2 separate regions of the Sus scrofa genome follow, and region 1 is linked to region 2. A link is a contact called in public HiChIP or PLAC-seq data. All regions are on one chromosome and are shown on one strand. The core of a region is the stretch at or near the end of the contact, and the rest is flanking DNA. Distances in the headings are between cores, read along the strand shown. Region 1 overlaps PPP4R1 (serine/threonine-protein phosphatase 4 regulatory subunit 1). Region 2 has its middle 6.7 kb from the start of VAPA.

Region 1 (5,163 bases), core at 1,436-3,935, 260 kb before region 2:
TCTCTTCTACGGTTTCCATTCCCGGCTATTTCTAATTACACAAATTTACTTTTTTAACAGCTCCCCCCACCCCACCAAACCCCCAAATGAAAACAGAACACCTTCTAGAACGCAGACACACAGTATTCCAGTCTCTAAAGATGCTAACTGGTCAGGGTTTCGCCCTGAAGCACTGCTATTAAACAACCCTTCTAACTCTAGCGGGCCTCACTTCGCAGAAAGCAAATCAAACTCTGCCAGAGCCTCTGACATGGTGCCCCTGGGGGCGCGATGACTCCTCTCTGAGCTCAGCCTTTGGGCTGCTCTGATCTGCGACCACTTGACCCTGGCTCCCAGCAGCCTGTTCCTCCTCCCTGTTTACATAAACATGGGAGGGGAAACACTGACGCCAGGTGATGCTGGCGTGGATGTGGCAGGAAATGAGGGCAGGAGGGCACAGAGCAGCTCCAGGCACATGGGCAGGTGATGCTGGAAACAGTACCCACCCTCACACTCCAGAGTCCAGATAATCCCGCAACTTGGCCTCAAGTCCCGATCTTCCGCTCAGATACTGCGCTGCTCGAGGCAGTGAAAGGGTCCGCCCAGAAACAAAGCACCTCTCCAGAAAGAAAAGGGAAGAGTTAATTATTCCTGATAAAGGGCTTTGCTTCCAGTAAGACCATCTCACTGCAGTGAGCTAGGTTAAGGATGAGGCTGCTGGAGGCCTGCAAGGGATCCCTGTTCCAAGCACCCAACGTGACACTCAAGTCACAGGGACGGGATGTGGTGACGATGACGACGTGACGCTAAGGGGGAGGTGAGAACACGCTGCCGAGGGCGTGCCACGCCCCTGTGACCCATGAAAGCCTCCGGGCCCACCCAGCTCGCTGTGAACGCAAGTTACCTCAACAGCATCGCTGATGAGTGGCCCGGTGGCATCGTGGCCCAGTCCACAGCCAGGGGGCTCGCCAGTAGCCGGCTCGTCCTGAGTGGCCCTCCTGGTGGCTTCAGAGGCCTCGTCGCGGGCATCCAGGCTGGAGGCGCGCAGGGCAGCGGCCAGCACGTCCACCTGCGCTGTGGGCAGAACAGACAGTGAGCACGGCCTGCCCGGCAGGCTCCCGCAATGGAGGATGAGCAGGCCCCTTAGGGACACTGCCACCCAGAAGCTGGACAAAACCTCTACTGCGGTAAATCATTAGTTCTCCGAGAGAAAAAGGAAAAAACTAAGACGCTTCCGTGAGATTAACCACGCTCATCCACTACTGCACATTATTCGGCGTTAGTATGGAGAGAGGGGCTAGCTAGTGTTGGAGTCAATCTCAGGGTCAGTGCACTAGCTGCAGTGATGCATGACGAGACCGACAGGCTTACTTACTAAGCTAGTTAGCAGGAGAGCAGCCCCGCAAGCCCTGCCAACAGAAAACAATGGCAGTTACAAGGGTTTCTGTGGCAGTTACAGTCAAACATCACACGTCTCAGTCCGCTCTGTTTTTCTCTAATTCTTTTGGAAAATGAAACTAGCGACTGGTCCCAAACACAGGGATCCCAATGAAGCAACGCCCTGCTTGCAGGACACCAAAACGACAAGTTACCAAGCAGCAGCCTGACGTCTGGCAAATGGTCTTGTCGATGTTGAGTTGCACTTTCTTTATAAAAGTGATTCAAAGCTAAGATAAACCTCCTTCCCCACCCAAATAAAAGAGGAATTCAGCCAAAAACATAGCGTTTGGCATCACGTCAAGGAACAATCCACCTGGATGCTCAGAAATTTATACATTTTAACTTCCAACGTATTCAGTACAAAGATGAGAAAGTGTCCCACACCATTAACAGCAACCAGAGTAACCACTTGATTTAGATGGCCTATGACGTGCCGCAGCCCTGGCACCATTCTAGCCAATGGTACGTGAGGTCCCTGGCAAAAGAGACACGCGAACATACAGGACGGTGACCTACTGCAGAGGCCAAAGTGAAGGTGTCTAATCACCCACATTTACTCACGGAAGGCGCCCTCGTTCTTTGGCGAATTTCAGCTGCAATCTCTACCAACCCCTCCATCGCTTTGCCCCCACACCCCTTGGGAATCCTTTGTTTCCACAGTGAGATCTCAACCGCACGAAAGGAGACCCACTGTCCATCACACGCAGGTGCTCTGTCTACGTACACCCAACAGGTGTGTGTGAGTGTGTATGTGTGTGGTGGGGGTCCTCATTTGACCTGCTCCTGGGAAGCACCTGACAAACCAGAGACTCTCACAGAACATGCCCCATGTGGGTCACTTATCAGAGGGGACCCTGGACTCCAGCCTGTCGATGCTCACCCTTATCTTTAGGTTTGTATGTTCACAGAAGTTGAAGTACATCACATGTGACGTTAGCTTCTTCAAAAAACTGGTACAGGGAATTCCTGTTGTGGCTCGGCAGTAATGAACCGGTCTAGTATCCATAAAGACGCAGGTTTGATCCCTGGCCTTGCTCCATGGGTTAAAAATAAGGTGTTGCTGTGGCACAGACTGGCGGCTGTAACTCTGATTTGACCCCTAGCCTGGAAACTTCCATATGCCATGGGCACAGCTCTCAAAAAAAAAAAAAAAACCACCAAAAACTTGGCACAAAGTTTATAAAACCGGCTCCAGAACAGCCTGATGCCCAGTTCTCCACTGGAGCCAAGAGGGCAGCAGATGCACTGCCAGACCAATGGGAGAGACTGAGCCAGGTCCTTAGCATGCCTGACCTCATGTGCCACGCAGACCAAGACCCGGGAGCAGAGCCCATTCCAGCAGGGATCTGTGCAGACACCTGCCCCAGTAACCCAGACTCGCGTGCAGTGCCGCCTGGAAACCCAGATTTTCCCTCTCTCCCTTAGAGGCTGGAGCAGCTGGTCCAAACCTTCACAACTTCTAACTCTGCCACAAGCAACAGCAATCCCCAATCATTTATTGCTTTCAGTCAACAAATAGAATGACTCTTCTGGCTGCAACTGCCAGAAGAACTAATTCCTGCATTGGGCCCAACAACACCAGGGGTGGGGTTGGGGTTGGGGTGGGGCTGGGCAGCTCCCCCTTCAAGGCCTCTGGGCAGCACCTCCCTGCTTTCCCCCCAAGATCTTACTGTCCAGCTGTCAGGAAAACATCATGCAACATAACTAGTTTAGTCCCTGGTCAGAACTTAGTTTTCAATTTGGGGTTAAAGTACTGCCTTTCAAAAAGGTTGATTTTCTCTGACAGTTTGAAGGAAATGACTGCCTACAAGAGCAGAGTTAGAAAAGAAAGGGTATCCACATTCAAGGCCCCTTTAAAAACTCATCACACTTTTTTTTTTTTTTTTTTTTTTTTTTTTTTAGAGCCGCACTCATGGCATAAGGAGGTTCCTAGGCTAGGGATTGAATCGAAGCTACAGCTGCTGGCCTACGCCACAGCCACAGCAACGTGGGATCTAAGCCTCATCTGCAAAACTACACCAGAGTTCTCAGCAACGCTGGGTCCTTAACTGACTGAGCAAGGCCAGGGATCGAACCCGCAACCTCATGGACTCTAGTCGGGCTTGTTACTGCTGAGCCACAACGGAAACTTCCTCAGCACACCTTCTAAAGTTTGAAAAGTCAGGCACAGTCACCACAAGTGACAGAATGATTGTTAACTATGCCCTCAGACTTTAGTAAAGCCAAAGGCTCAAGCTTCTGGGGCCGTCTGTTTGGCAGCAGGACACCTGCCACAGGCAGTTCACGTACTAAGTGTCTCAGCCTCCTGGCTCTTCCAGGCTGGGTTTTTGTCTGGTTTGTTGTTGGTATATCCTCAGTGCCTAGAAGAGTATCTGGCACATAACAGGTACTTGATAAGTAATGCTGGGCGAATCAATCAATCAGTGGATACGATGTGAAAGCATGAGCATTATGGACAGAAAGAACAACCTGACAAATTTAAATCGTAGCAGGTTTAAGAGCCAAATTAGAAAGAGGATTGATGAAATCATAAGACAGCATTACCAAAATCTCTCAAATGCAGGCTGTAAACTTCTAGAACAATTTTAAGGCAGACAATATCAGCCATCTTCTGAAATCCAAGTCATGTCCTGAAACTCTTATGCCCATGCAGGTCTTTAAAAAAAAGCAAACTATGACAGTTCTCAGCCCAGCACAGTGGGTTAAGGATCCAGCACTGCTGCAGTTGTGACGTAGGTTGAAGCTGTGGCTCAGACTTGATCCCTTGCCTGGGAACTTCCATAGGCTGTGCGTGCAACCAAAAAAGCCAAAAAAAAAAAACAAACTATGCATAATATTTTTAGCTTATTTGTTAAAAAAGAATATAGATTATTCAATATTTATTTCCATAAATATTTATTAAGTGTTCACTATGTGTCAGAGAACTAACTAGCAGCTAAGTACAGCAAGAATCCCTGAATAGGCTTTTAAAAGCCAGCGAGGAACTTATTTTCCAGAAAAATAAGGAGTGTGTGAAAAACAGAAACATGAGCTACCAAGGTCTGATCAACTGAATAAAATTTCAAGTGATAATGACCATAAAATTTAAATAAAAAGCAGGCAGCTGTAAAGACAGTGCTCAGGAGCCGACACCCCGCCTGGGGAAGGTTATGTCTCGATCCTGTCCTGGGGGGCAGGGAAGACAAGGCCAGATTGTGGGCAAGACGCTGAACTGCCAGACAGCAAACTTCAGTGCTTGCCACCCAGCCACTGTCAGAAAGCGCAGAATTCTGGGTTCAAGGGGTAAAAAATCAACTGAGGAACGATCAAGGAAAGTAAAGACAGGAGGTTTTTTAGAGAAAATAATCCACTGCGAGGGACAAAAAGTGGGATCTTCTGCTGCAAATACTAAGGAGGAGGTTCGTGGAACAAGGAGGATAAATCGCCAACACAGACTCAGAGGCTCACGGTGCCTCATTCACTCGCCGCCTGGAAAAGGTGGCACCACGGGGAAAGAAAATAGACCAGTGGGCTCTGGGGGCGGGGGCTGGGGTACAGGACACCAGGGAATGCAACTGACCTCTCTGCCAGTTAAAACCAAAATAATTTTCAACAATCAAGTATATGAATTTGTCTTTCCTTCTTTTTCTTTACATGGCTGCATCTGCAGCGTAGGGAAATTCCTAGGCTAGGGGGTCAAATTGGAGATACAGGTGAGGCCTACACCAGAGCCACAGCGGTTCGGATGTGAGCAACCCGGGATCT
Region 2 (5,067 bases), core at 978-3,477:
AGGTTAAGTGTCTTGAAATGAGATTACCCTGGATTATTTGGGTGAATCCTAAAGCCTTTCATAGTGTCTTTATCTAGGAGAGGCAGGAGAATCCTCATGCATGTGTGCGCAAACACACATGTGCACACATACGCGCGCACACACGTGCACACACACATGTGCACACACATGCACAGGAGAAGGCCATGTGAAGATGGAGGCAGGGGTTGGAGTGGTGGGGCCACAGGCAAGGCTGGCCAGCAGCCACCAAAAGTTGAAACAATGAAGGAACAGATTCTCCTTCAGAGCCTCCAGCGGGTATGCAGCCTTGGCTATAACTTGACTTTGGACGCTGGCCTCCAGAACTGGGAACATAAGTATCTGTTGCTTTAAACAACATCCAAGCATAATTTGTTACCACAGCCACAGGAAACGAATATGCAAATGAATAAAATATTTTTGTGAAAAATGCCTAAACATAGAACAGCAATGAAAGGTTGGTGTTAGGATACACTTAAGGGCGAGACGTTCCTACATAGGAAACAGGCATTTCTAGTATGTTTTCTTTAATGGCCTAAGAAGTTTGTATGCTGTTCAATTATGAGAATATGGTTCACACACATATTTTTTAAAAAATTGTTTATTGAAGTAGCGTTGATTTATAATGTTGTGTTAATTTCTGCTGTACAGCAAAGTGATTCAGTTATACACACACACGTATGTATATTTATTTATATTCTTTCTCACATGCTTTTCCACCATGGTTTATCACAGGAAATTGAGTAGAGCTCCCTGTGCTGTATGGCAAGACCTTGTTGTTTATCCATCTTATATGTAATAGTTTGCATCTACTAATCCCAAACTCCCAGTCCTTCCCTCCCCCACCCCCTCTTCCCCTCGGCAACCACAAGTCTGTTCTCTGTATCTGTGATTCTGTCTCTGTTTTTTGTAGATAGGTTCATTAGTTCCCACATATATTTTAATTATTCTCATTCATCGTAGGATCAGATAGCATGGGCATTTTGGCTATTCTTTTCATAATCTATAAACCATTGCATGAAAAAGACAACTGTATACCTTAGCTGTATTTCTTTCTTCCGCTCCTACACCCGTGTTCTCAGGCAAGAGGCTGGTCAGTTTCACATGCGAAAGATGACCTGTCACTATGGATGAACAAATTCACTAGAAGGAAGACAAAGCCATAGAAAAACAGGAGGGGATGGCCAGGTGGTGTTTGAGAAGTGGGCATTTCTGGGGTTCACCCTGGCTGTATGAAAGGGTCCTCACAGGAGCAGGGCAGCAGTTAGCTGAGGGGAGCTGCCTCAGTGAAAAGCCGTGTTCCTTTCCTAGGGATGATTTTGTTTCCATTCTTTAGCTTTACAATTCTTCAAAATTCGTGATCCTATTGATCTTCAGCCAGATTAAAAATAGGAATAATTATATCCTGGTTGCCCTGTGCCTGGTTTATTTGTCTGAGCTGAGTCAAATCACCCTCCCCAGCCGAGGACAGAGGGCGAGAAGCCGCCTGGCGGGCCAGCCTGCATGATGACGCTGGTCCCTGGCCATCGGGTACAGTGTGAGTGTCCTGAAGCAACCCTGGAAGGTGACACCGGCCGAGGAGGGAATCGATGCGGCAGTTCTGGATGTTGTGTCACTCCTCCTTGCCAGCAGCCTCCAGCACTGGGGGTCAGACACTTAAAGGGCGCTGGGAGGAGAGAAATGCCACGTGAAAAAGATGGGCTGTGTGTGTGTTCTCAAGCTTTTGGTATTTTTTAAATCACATCTCTAAGGAAGTAAAATCTTGTGGATCACTGAGGCTAGGATAAGTTAAATTTCTCAGAGCCTTTTAATTTCCAAAGAAAGCCCTCATCCTGAGGAAGCAGCTTACTGAGTCTCCATAATATAGCCGAGGAATTGCCCTGAAATAAAATTACATGTACATACTTGGCTTCAACTGCTGTTAAACACACAAGTAGACAACGGCTAAAGCCATCGTACTAAGTCAAGTGCTAAGGACATTTACAATGTTGCTTGCTTCCTGCATCACATTGTGCTATCAACTTGATGTCCACGTTTCATGGTATAAATTCTGCAGGGGTCAGTGGTCCAGCCACACCTCCAGACTGACCCCATGGTTCCCACTCACCTCACAGGTGCTCTGGTGAATGAATGCACCACATCCACAGCAACTGCTTAGGCCCCACAAGACTGGGTTTGTCCCGGATCCTGGGGTCACCCAGCCTTCATTCAGGCCACAAGCTTTAACCACTCTCTGAGGACTCTAGGTACTCATCGATGCAGTAGAAAGTGATCCCTAAGGCATTCATATTCCTAATTTTCTTTTTTTGGCTGCACCCATGGCATGTGGAAGTTCCCAGGCCAGGGATTAAACCTGAGCCGCAGCAGTGACAAGGCCGGATTCTTAACCACTAGGCCACCAAGGAACTCCATATATTCTTATTTTTAATGTAGTGACTAGGGACTTAATATGCTGATGAGCTATATTCCAGACTTAAACTACAGCCCGTGTTCAACAGGAGAACTAGAGATAATTCCTTTGAAGTAACTGTTTGTCAGATAGTGCTATGGTGTCTCCAGGGCTGACAATGCAATTTTTTGGATTTATTCTTTTATTTTCTCCAAATAAATGTATGGTCCTCATTATCCCTCCCGAGGTATATAGCCTAAAACAGGAGCCCCAGATGGACATTCGTGCCTGCCTAAGGAGAGAATCGTGACGTAAATCACAGCAACGGTGATGTTTACAGAGCACTCATATGTACCAGGTATTGTGCTCACACACTCACAAGTGTCACCTAATTTCCAACAGCCATCCTGGAAGGTAGATAGTTATACTATCTCTATAGACGGGAAAGCCCAGAGATTGAACCCAGATTGGAGCAAGCCCAAAATTGCTTCAAATGGCCAGAATAAGTGAGGTAAAAAGAGACAGTGAGATGGAAAGAGACAGCCAGGGCACTGCTATAGAATGAAATGATTCATTATTTCTGCTCAACAAAACGAATGCTTTTATTCTCTTATCTTCTTGTGGTAATTTACCATCTTAACCATTTTTTTTTTGCGTGTGGGTGTCTTTGTAGGGCTAGACCCGTGGCACATGGAGGTTCCCAGGCTAGGGGTCAAACTGGAGCTACAGATGCTGGCCTACACCACAGCCACAGCAACACGGGATCTGAGCCACATCTGCGACCTACACCACAGCTCATGGCAACGCTGTATGCTTAACCCACTGAGCAAGGCCAGGGATCGAACCTGCGTCCTCATGGATGCTAGTCAGATTCATTTCCACTGAGCCACGGGAACGCTGCCATCTTAAACATTTTTAAGCGTCCAGTTCAGCAGCATTAAGTACAGTCACATTCTTGTGTAAACATCACCATCATCCACCTACAGAACTTTTACACCTTCTTGTCAAACTGTAACTGTCGCTGTAGAATGCTCCTTCCCCATTCCCCCTCCCTCGGCCCCCGGCACCTACCATTTTACTTTCTATCTCTATGAATTTGACTACTTGAGGTCCCTCAAATAAATGGAATCATACAATATTTGTCCTTTTGTGTCTGGCCTCTTTCATTTAGAATCTTCTTCAAGATTCATTTGTATTGCAGCATGTGTTAGAAGTTCCCTTTTAAGGCTGAATAATATTCTATTGTTTGTATATACCATATTGTGCTTATCCATGTTTCCAACTTTTTTGTTCTTAATAAAAAACAACCCCCCCAAACCCTCTAGGAAAATAAATTTAACATTCTAGTAAAAAAAATCTTGGAGAGGGGGTGTGTGTGTGTGTGTGTGTGTGTGTGTGTGTGTGTGTGTGTTTACCTGGCCGTAAAAAAATGTCATGGTCTTGAAATGGTCAGATATCTTTGGAGTCCTTGCTAACTCTCCCAGAGTTAATCTTTTTCAGTTCCTTCTCTTAATACTCATCACACATGGGATTATAGTTGCTTATGTCCATTTAGACCATCAACTTCTCCCGTCCTCACATTAGATATTGGTTTTCTTTGCGCCTGCCTTAGCCTGTGCCATAGAGCACTTGGTCCAAAACAAGCCATCAACCAAACCACCAGAATAAATGAATACCAAAAAACTCAACACTCATTATTTTCAGAAAACCCTAGACCATATAGTAATCATTTATTAAAAGCTTTGCTGAGCACCACACTAAGCACTTTGTACTCATAAGCAGTATTACACCCAAGTTGGATTGTTGCCATTTTAAGATAAGGTCACAAAGGTTAATCGCACAGAGGGCAAGAATTGGTGGGGCCTGGATTCCAGTCTGCTTATGTCCCAATCTGTGCTCTCCACCCCAAAGATATGCTGGTTTTTGTTAGGTTATGCATAGAAGCCTGTGGGTTCAGAGAGGATGAGGAGTCAGATAAGGCCAAATGTGGATTTATCATTCACAAGCATCTTTCAGTTTCTTCTTGCTTGGTTTCCTTCAAAAATAACTGTATTTATAGGAGAAAAAGCAATGTTAACTGCAGAGGGTCTGGTGCTTACTGGTGCTCTAATCTTTGTAATCTAGAGAAAGAAAAGGGAATGAGCAAGAGAAGATGGACTCAATGAATAACGATGGATTCAAGGAAAGTATCCAATTTGCAGGCCAAAACTATTGACCCAAACAATCCAAGGATATTTATTTATTTATTTAGTCTTTTGTATTTTTAGGGTTGCACTCGTGGTAGATGGAGGTTCCCAGGCTAGGGGTCTAATCAGAGCTGTAGCTGCCAGCCTGCACCACAGCCACAGCAACACAGGATCCAAGCTGTGTCTTCGACCTACACCACAGCTCACGGCAACGCTGGATCCTTAACCCACTGAGCAAGGCCAAGGATCCAACCCTCGACCTCATGGTTCCTAGTGCGATTTGTTTCCTCTGCGCCACGACGGGACCTCCCCCAAGGATACTTATATATGCCCCCTCTTCAGTGGCTGGTTTGGAGAGCACATGGTGAGGCTGGGGGAGACCGATAGTCTCATAAGTTCCCGATGGAAGTGTGAGCTGCTACAACTCTTTGGATAAAATGTGTGCAAAAATATTGAAATAGCAAATATCCTTGA

Evidence for each region. HiChIP or PLAC-seq counts read pairs in DNA pulled down with a chosen protein or histone mark.
Region 1: a contact with region 2 is called in an H3K27ac HiChIP or PLAC-seq map of skeletal muscle, with 3 times the contacts expected there. The contact joins two enhancer-like sites. A contact is called at or near these places in 1 of 5 promoter capture datasets (fetal skeletal muscle), 1 of 47 Hi-C or Micro-C datasets (heart right ventricle) and 2 of 2 datasets of contacts at active chromatin or transcription factors (alveolar macrophages and skeletal muscle).

The regions. Positions count from the first base shown.
Region 1 is chr6:98,522,148-98,527,310 of Sscrofa11.1, reverse strand. PPP4R1 (serine/threonine-protein phosphatase 4 regulatory subunit 1) reads right to left here. Exons shown (of 20, transcript XM_021096060.1): 12 at 884-1,053. Among named protein-coding and RNA genes, the nearest start is that of PPP4R1, 62 kb to the right of the region's middle. Within about 2 kb of position 2,685, at least 5 of the 83 cell types and tissues checked have an H3K27ac peak or open chromatin away from gene starts, as enhancers often do. A contact at or near this core is called in skeletal muscle, where this site is marked.
Region 2 is chr6:98,258,446-98,263,512 of Sscrofa11.1, reverse strand. No RefSeq gene overlaps it. Among named protein-coding and RNA genes, the nearest start is that of VAPA, 6.7 kb to the right of the region's middle. Within about 2 kb of position 2,227, at least 1 of the 83 cell types and tissues checked has an H3K27ac peak or open chromatin away from gene starts, as enhancers often do. A contact at or near this core is called in skeletal muscle, where this site is marked.